3 separate regions of the Sus scrofa genome follow, and regions 1 and 2 are each linked to region 3. A link is a contact called in public Hi-C and HiChIP or PLAC-seq data. All regions are on one chromosome and are shown on one strand. The core of a region is the stretch at or near the end of the contact, and the rest is flanking DNA. Distances in the headings are between cores, read along the strand shown. Region 1 holds the start of MAPK9 (mitogen-activated protein kinase 9). Region 2 holds the start of RASGEF1C (ras-GEF domain-containing family member 1C). Region 3 holds the start of CNOT6 (CCR4-NOT transcription complex subunit 6).

Region 1 (2,700 bases), core at 79-2,578, 140 kb after region 3:
TCCAAAGTGGGAGTGGCCTGAGGGGGACACCATAGCTGGATCCCTTCCTCCATCCTACCCCTCTTCTGAGGCCCTGGTACCCCCAGCCTGGCCCTGGGTCACAGGCTTGCCACTCTCTCCAAATTCTGCCACCCCACCCCTTAACCTCTTCCACTGCAGAATCCTGCTCCTTCCTCCCGGTTTGGCCTCTGTCCTGGTCACCTGTAGTCCTGGTCACCTGTGAGGGCTGTCCCTCCTTCACAGTCCAACACTCTCCCCACCCCAAAGTCCAATTCCCCTCACCCCATCCACGGACCTCTGAGCTTTTTTCCAATGTGCACAGCCTTCTTGTCTCATTTCTGGCTTTGTTTATCCAAACACAGATCCAACAACACTCAATACTCTGGTCTCTCCCATCATTTCACAGGACTCCAGACCTGCTGGAACCCGACCCAGAGGCAAGAGGGCTGCAGGAGATGCTTCAAGAGGTCAGTGTCAAAAGCCCCCAGGCCCTAGGGGGCCGTCAGCTCTGCACTCTCTTCCCATTTACAACTCTGCCATTCTCTGAGACAGAGGCTTGACCTTTGCTTCAGGCGCCCCAGCCAGTTTTCTCTTCGCCTGTGTCACAGATCTGCCCGCGACACTTGTTTACACACGGCCGTCTCCTCGCATCCTCCTCCCCGACTTCTGGAAGCATTCCTCCAAACCCCTTCACAGTGAGCAGCGGAATCCAAGGACCCTATCTCGCCTCCCGACTCCCTGGCCGCCTCTGCCTCAGCCACCTGGCCCTGGATGCAAAATCCCAGCTTCTCCTCGCCCTCGCCCCGGGCTCTCCCCGAAGAGGGCTCTCCCCGAAAAGGGCCAGCTCCGTCTTCCTCCAGGCCAACTCGTCCCTGCCAGTCTGCACCTGCAGCCCGGTGGCCAGGCCCTCCGTCCTACCGGCCTGCCCTCTCCACCGCCTCCCGCCTCCTTGTTCGGCCGCCGCGCTGCTGGCCCCCGTGCGCAACAACGAACTCAGCTGGCGCGCAGGGCCGTGCCTGAGTCCACCAAGCGCGGACCCAACCTGCAGTACGGCCGCGGAGCCCGGGTCCCCGCAGAAACCGGCACTGAGTGGCCTGGCTCCGCCCGCCGCCCCGCCTGCGCCTCCTGACGGTAGCCCCCCCTCCTCAGCGCGATTGGCCGCGCTTGCCAGGCTTACCGCGAGCTGATTGGTCTTCACGCGGGTCTGTCAGGCTGGGCGCCGCGGCGGCGGCAGCGGCGGCGGCGGAGGAGGCTGGAGCCAGACCGGAAGGGTCCGAGCGCCCCGGCGCCCCTCACACCCACTGCGGCGGCGGCTAGTGGCGGCGGCGGCGGCGGCGGCGGCGGCGTGGCGGAGCGGAGCGGGGCGGGGCGGCTGGCCGAGCCCAGGGCAGCGGAGCCGCGAGCCGCGAGCCACGACCCGCCAGCGCGCAGCGCCGCCAGTCCGCCCGCCTGCCCTCTCCCCCAGGCGCGGCGGCAGGGAGGCGAGGTGAGCCCGGCGGGCGGGCTAGGCCCGGCGGGGACTGCTTGGGCCAAGCCCTGCCTGGGGGGGGCGGCAGGAGGGCCGCGCAGCCAGGGTCCGTGGAGGAGTGGAGGGCGGGGTGGGGAGTTGGGTGTCGCGGGGCCGGCTGACCAGTTCTGAGGAGCCAACCGGGTTCTGCTGGATTCTGGCGACCCTAGTCGCAGCCCCCTGTCTTCCTGGCTGTTGCAGCCGGGAGCTGAGGGCCCGCTCCCAGGTCTGGCCTCGGCCGACCTGCCTTAGGGTCTGTAGGCGCCACCCCTCCCGATTGTTTGGCACGCAGCTGCACACCCGCTTTGGGATGCTCAGAACCCGGGGTCTGGTTCCTGCGACCTTGGCAAAGGCATTGACCCTCGCTATTCCTTGTTTTTTCTCTCGGAAAGTGGGGGAAATGTCTATCCTTTTGGACAGGATTGTTGTCAGACCATATGAATATTTGTAAAAGCGCCTGGGGAAGAGCTCATTGCACATTTGGGGAAAATTGGGCGGGATACTGCCCCTTGCTGGTGCGAGTGTGGCAAGACCCCCCCCCCCCCCGCCCCTTCTGCCCAGAGGCCCCCATCCTCTAGCTCCTCCAGTGCCTCGTCATTGCACACTCATGCCCAGCAACGCCTGAGCGGGCCCTGCCCACCCCCCCCCCAGCTCTCCCCACTCCCCTAACCCAGAGCACTGCTCTCTTAGCCTACCTGTCTTACTTGCTGTAAACAGGCAGCCCTGTTTATCTCAGGACCTTTGCACTGGCTCTTTCCAGCAATTGGCGTTGTCTCTGGGCTCTTGGCACGGCTGGCTCCTTCTGGTCCTTCTTCTGGTCAGATGTCTCATTTTACTAGAGGCCTTCCTTGACCACCCTCTTTCTTCCCTTAGTCATTCTATCTCATGTTGTTTAATTTTCCCCTTAGTATCTGGTTTAAAGCTATTCTATTGATTTGCCTGTTTATTTTCTGTCTCTCCCACTAGGATGTAGCTTTATGAAAACAGGTAGTTGTCTGATTTGTCCACTGCTTTATCCCAGTGCTTAGAAAGCACACAGTAAGTACTTAGTAATACCAGTTCAATGAATGAATGAATGACCCTGCCCACCTGTTGCCTCTGTTCATTTAGTGACTTCTGACTAACTTGTGAAACTTGTATGCAAATGGAAGCTTGCTCTCGTTTTTGTGGAACATTTTTAATGTCCTTGACCC
Region 2 (2,700 bases), core at 196-2,695, 210 kb after region 3:
GCAAATTTATATGCTGGGAACCTCCCCCCACCCACCTCTGTTTCTCCTTCCCCTTCACCACAGCCTGACCCTTGGCATTTGTCTCAGACATGCCCTTCACTGTGAATAGCCTCTGGCCCTGGCCCTGTCCCAAGGTTCCACTGCCTTCCTGTCCAATGTGCCACCCACTAGCCCAATGTGCCCCAGGCAGATGCTTGCTCCAGGCCTCAGTTTCCCAACAGTGCAAGATATGAGCTGGACTCTTGCTGTTTTATTTGTTCAATCCTCTGGAAACATCCCTTGGGGCATACTAGAGCAGCACCCTCCTCTCTCCTCAGGGTTGGCACAAGGGCTAACTTCATCCCCTGCTCCAGGAGGCAACATCTAGACCTGTAACCCTCATTCTCCAGGTCTGTGGAAATGACCTGAGCTGGCCTCCTCAGAGCCTGTGTGGCAGCTCTGGGCTCTCTCGGATCTATCAGTCAGGAGTGCTCTTTCTGAGGGTGTCAACTCAGGGCAGCTGGGGGTCTGAGAGATGGGAGAAGTGGATTCCTATTCATAATGTTTAAGCACCTGGATCTAACTATTCCTGAAAGCAACATACTTTGGCTTTTAAGCCTTCATGAGCCAATAAATTATTTTTGCTTAAGCTAGTTGGGTTGGGTAACCTGTCACATCCCCTCAAAGCAGGTCCTGACTGAAACAGAGAACAGATGTCCTGATCTCTACACTGGAACAAACCAGGAGACTTTCAATGTCCAGGTGGAGCCAGCTGAGGAAGGTCACCCATCCTGTTCGGGCCCCCTCGCCCATTCTAAAAGTGAAATAGCACACTCTTTTCCTCCTAGCATCTCAGTGTCTTCACAATGGTGACCCACCATCCCAGTCTTCTATGCCCCCTTGATGCCCACGTTGTACACACCAGACACCGGGGCACAGGAAAACCACAGTTCAGTGGCCATTGCAGAAGGAGGAGAGTCCAAAGGAGCGGCCAAGGGCCCAGCCTTGGGGAAAAAGAGATGAACCAGGTTTTAGGGTGCCAGAGGTTTTCCAGGCGAAGGAGTCGGGGCGGCGGGGGTGGGGGGCAGTTCAGGTGCAGAGTCCAGCAAGATCCATGGGTGAGGGAGGCGGGATCTGGGCATCTGATGCTTGTAGTGAGCCCCCCTGCACGGGGGTGGGAAGCGAGCCACAGCGGAGGGTCCGGAATGCAGCGCTGGACGTGTGGCCTTGACCCTGAGGCCTGCAGTAGAGCAGCCTGGTGAGCCGGGCCCCCTCGGGCATGGGAGGCCACAGGAGGGAGTGGGAAGGGGGCCCGCGCAGCCCGGGCTCCGTCAGCTCCACCCCGCGCCCCGCCCGCCCTGTGCTTCCCCGTATGGCCACGAGGGGGCGCAGCACCTCGCTGCTCCGGGACCGGCCGCCAGCGCACGGCCGCTGCGCCCGGGAGCGGCGCAGGCGGCAGGCTGCGGGCGGCGGGCAGCGGCCCGAGTCCGCGGCGCCGCGGCTCGCAGGGGGCGCGGCAGGCGCTGCCCATGGGCCGGGCCCGGGGGTTCTGTGCGCCGGGAGCCGGTGAGTGGGGGCGCGGCCGGGCGGGACACGGACGCTGCGGACCAGGGAGCTGGGGAGGGGGCTGCTGCGGCGGCGGCGGCGGCGGCGGGGCGCGAGTACTAGGGAGGTCGCGACGCTGAGGTGCGGGGCGGCAAGGCGGGCAGGACAGCGGGTGTCCGGGCCGCTCCGCGGGGACGCGCGGGGCTGACCCAGGGCACAGGTGCGCGCGCGGGTGACAGTGCGCGTGGCCGGCCGGCGGCGGGGCGGGAAGCCGCGGTGCGCCGGAGTGCGGGGCCGGAGAGGCTGAGGTGGTGGACGGCGGGAGGGACAGCGGGAGGGGCGGCGGGGCGCGCGAGAGTGTGCACTACGAGGGGCGCGGGTGCGTACGCCGGGGTGGCGGCCGGGAGGGGACCCGCGGAGGGCACACCCCCCGGCCGCGGTTGCGAGAGACCTGCTCTGCCGCGCGCGCGCGCGCGCGCTCAGCAGAAGAGCAAGCTTCTTCAGCGCTCGGGTGGCAGGAAAAGCCAGCCTGGACCCTAGGCCTCCTCCGCGCTAGACCTCAGTTTCCAGAGCTGTGAAATGGGAACAGCAAGGCTGAGGTGCTGGGCGCTTGTGAAGAAAGGAAAGGGCCTTGGTCGTGGGGGAAGAGGGTGTTGTCTCTGAAGCTGGGATGGGTCTGAGGAAAGGATCAGGGAGCCTGCAGGGATGGTGGGTCAGCTCCAGGTTCCGGGTGTGGCCCTTACTCAATGACGGTGGGCAGGGCCAGGGGACCCGTAGGCCACTCCTCTCTGTGTTCAGGTGGAGAAAGGGAGACCTAGAGGGGAGGAGGAGAGGGGATGCTCCCGGCCCTGCCCCATGCTCAGCGTGGGGAGTAGTGTGGAAAAGACAAGGCAGCATGGGGTGGTGGAGAGGCTCACCCCTGCCCCCTCCCTCCTGCCTCCTGGGCCCCCAAGGCTGACATTCTGCTGAGCTTCGGATGTCAGAGAAGATTTTCCTACGGTGCAGGTGCTTTGTCCCATCTTACAGTTGAAGTAACTGAGGCTTAGAAAAGTGACAGGATTTGTTCAAGGTCTTAGGACCATGAAGTGGCAAAGCGGGGTTTCAGCCTTGGTAGGACTGGTTCAAAAGCCATATTCCAGCCACTGTTCCAGGTAACCAGGGTAGGCCTGGGTTTGT
Region 3 (2,700 bases), core at 17-2,516:
TAGCACTAATGGGACAATCCATGTGGAAAACAGGTAAGTATGGGAATTCATATTCAAGGAGACTAAATGTCAGCTTAACACAAGAAGTCCAAAAAGAACAAGCAAGATGACCATTCACAATCTGTAATTTGCAGTAACAGTTCAAGAAAAAGTTACAAGTGTTCATCAGCAGGCTCTTTGGGGAAGATGAAGGAGGAAAAGAGCCAAAGGTTTCCAAAGAAAATAATGATTTAGAAATAAATAGGAGAGATATGATTCTAGTTATCAGAAAAGACTGTTTCAAGTACTTAAAACCATCTCTGAGTCCTCAGCAGTATTATATGTCTTTTCATCTGGTTCTAAGTTCTTCTTTAACCATGTCATTCCTACCCCTCAAAATTTTTTCCTCAAACTGAGTTTTAAATATATTTGGGGGAGGAGTAAACAGTTGGTTTCCCGCTTTACCCTAACTGCGAAGTTCCACACTCCACCGCGCAATCCCACATAGCCCACTTCTCCAAAGTTGCCACCCATCCTGGCCGAGAGTCCTGGACACCAAGTCTCCTCCTAGAACGACCACAATCAGAGTCTAGGCCCAGGGAATCCCCCAACCTCGGCGCCCCCTGCGCGCCCCCGCCGTCAATCAACGCCCCCACTCCCCTACTCTGCGCGGGGGCGCGGCCTGAAGAGGCGTGGGATCGCAACAGCTGCGCGTCTAGGGACCCCCAACAGCCGCCAGCTCCTCCAAGCTGCAGGCCTGTTGCCCGCAAAACTCAAGTTCCTATGGCCCGAGCCCCCCGCGCTCCAGTCCTACCGAGCGGGGCCCGTGCGCTATCCGTGTGCAGGGAGCAGCGCCTGGCCGGGCCTCGGGTGCGTCTCGCTCACCTCTTGGGGTGCGCCGCCTTCCTCCGCCGCTGCCGCCGCCTCCTCCCTATGAGTGCAGCGGGGTCTGACCTGTGGAACCACCATACCAGTCCCGCCCGCTGCTGCAGCGCCGCCGCCGCCGCCGCTCTTCTGCCGCCTCAGTCGCCGCTCTTTGTTTCCCCTCTGAAATCCACCGCTTAAGCCGCCCGCCTCAGCCGCCCTGACGGGTCGCCACTACGCCCTCCGGCCTCCCAGCCTCCGGCCTCGCCCGCCTAACTGCGCCCACCGCTGTCTTCGCCTCCGCGCCGCCGACGTCGCCGCCACCGACGCCGCCGCCTCCTCCTCCGCGCCCCCCTAGTTTTCATTGAAAGCAAACAAGATCATGGCGGCGGCCGCCGTCCCCCAGCCAGCGAGCGCCCGGACCGCCGCCGCCGCTCCAACATCCCGGCCGCCCATTGGCTGCTGCCGCCGGGTGCGACCATTCAGCGTCCGGGGAGGTCTCTCTCCGCACGCCGCTTTCCTAGGCCCCGCCCGCTCGTGCCCCCCATACCCCTCCCCCCGCCACTGGAAGCAGTGAGCCGACCCAGCGCGCTTTGGGGCGGGCCTCCCTCTCCCCTTCCCGCTCTCCTACGGATTTCCTGCCTGGTAGCGCCTGATTTCTTAAGGCTCCTCCGTTTTTCAGCTAGGTTTTTTTTTTGTTTGTTTGTTTGTTTGTTTGTTTTTTTTCCCTCCAGCTGTTCACTCTTGTTCCTCTCTTCCCTCTTTTTTCTTGGTCTACGACTCTTCGTTTCGCCTGTCAGTCACATGGAAAACAAGGACAAGCTGATTCGAGACTTCAGTGGTAAACTGTTGCATGATTCTTCCTCCCTCAGCTATGCAGAGAAAACTAATTAGTGGCCTGTTTCAGGCCATTCATGATTACTCAGTCCAGTAAATCGAGGGACAGTTCCGGTGGTGGGATCCTAGCTTGGAGTAAAGTCTGCAGCTGTATTCGGAAATCAGGTGGTGATTGAAAATGAAAGGATAAAGGACTGGGCTGATCGATGGTGCACATTAGTTGGCTGGTGGTCCAGGCTCTGTGCTGGGGCCAGGGCAAAGCGATAAATCAGGCTCTAGCCTGCTCTGAGTAAGCGCACAGCTTAGGGTCAAGACTGTTTTGTTTTGCTTTTCTTTTTACAGCTGCACCAGCAGCATATGAAAGTTCCTAGGCTAGGGGTCAACCCACCTGAGCCACAGCCACATCAAAGCCAGATCCTAGCCAAGTCCACAACCCACACCGCAGTTCACCGCGATGTCAGATCCCAGGGATCCAACCCACATCCCCATGGATACTAGTCAAGATTGTTACCACAATGGAAATTCTTGGGCAAGACTGTTAAAACCTACTAGAGATGCATGTGGACGGGCAGGGCAGTGAGGAGAAAGGAATAGCTGTCTACTCACCATGGCAAACTAGGATGAGCCCCTGGCTCCTTCCTGGAAAATCAGCTCCGAAGAAATGAGAGGCAAATGGATTTCAGCAACAAAATGAGACACACACACACACCCCCAGCTGTCTTGGACTAGAGGATGTGGGAAATGGATGGCTTCTGTTGGGGCAGAGAAGAGCTGGAAGGGCAAGGAAAAGATTAAGAGACAAAAACTGTTTGAGTTCTATGCTTGCTTCTCCCCAGCATGGCCTTGGAATGGTCATTGCCTGCCATTTGCCAAGAAATCAACAGTGCCATCTCAGTCCTCTAGTGTCAGAGGACACTGGACAAGGGCAGGGCAACATGAAAGCTCATCAAGGGAAAGGGGTTGCAAAGAGCAAGTTTAGACTGACCTGCTGTCTGTGGGCATCCATCCCTCCACAGCTTC

The links. A called contact is a pair of places that touch in the nucleus more often than the background predicts. HiChIP or PLAC-seq counts read pairs in DNA pulled down with a chosen protein or histone mark.
Region 1: an H3K27ac HiChIP or PLAC-seq map of skeletal muscle shows a contact between it and region 3, with 2.0 times the contacts expected there. The contact joins the promoter of MAPK9 here to the promoter of CNOT6 in region 3. A contact is called at or near these places in 2 of 2 datasets of contacts at active chromatin or transcription factors (alveolar macrophages and skeletal muscle).
Region 2: a Hi-C map of embryonic fibroblasts shows a contact between it and region 3, with 2.3 times the contacts expected there. The contact joins the promoter of RASGEF1C here to the promoter of CNOT6 in region 3. A contact is called at or near these places in 1 of 5 promoter capture datasets (fetal skeletal muscle), 5 of 47 Hi-C or Micro-C datasets (alveolar macrophages, embryonic fibroblasts, fibroblasts and 1 more) and 1 of 2 datasets of contacts at active chromatin or transcription factors (skeletal muscle).

Annotation. Positions count from the first base shown.
Region 1 is chr2:78,337,138-78,339,837 of Sscrofa11.1, forward strand. MAPK9 (mitogen-activated protein kinase 9) reads left to right here and starts at 1,329. Exons shown (of 12, transcript XM_005661441.3): 1 at 1,329-1,486.
Region 2 is chr2:78,413,416-78,416,115 of Sscrofa11.1, forward strand. It overlaps RASGEF1C (ras-GEF domain-containing family member 1C), which reads left to right and starts at 1,446. Exons shown (of 14, transcript XM_021084319.1): 1 at 1,446-1,545.
Region 3 is chr2:78,201,247-78,203,946 of Sscrofa11.1, forward strand. CNOT6 (CCR4-NOT transcription complex subunit 6) reads right to left here and starts at 1,267. Exons shown (of 12, transcript XM_013994856.2): 1 at 865-1,267.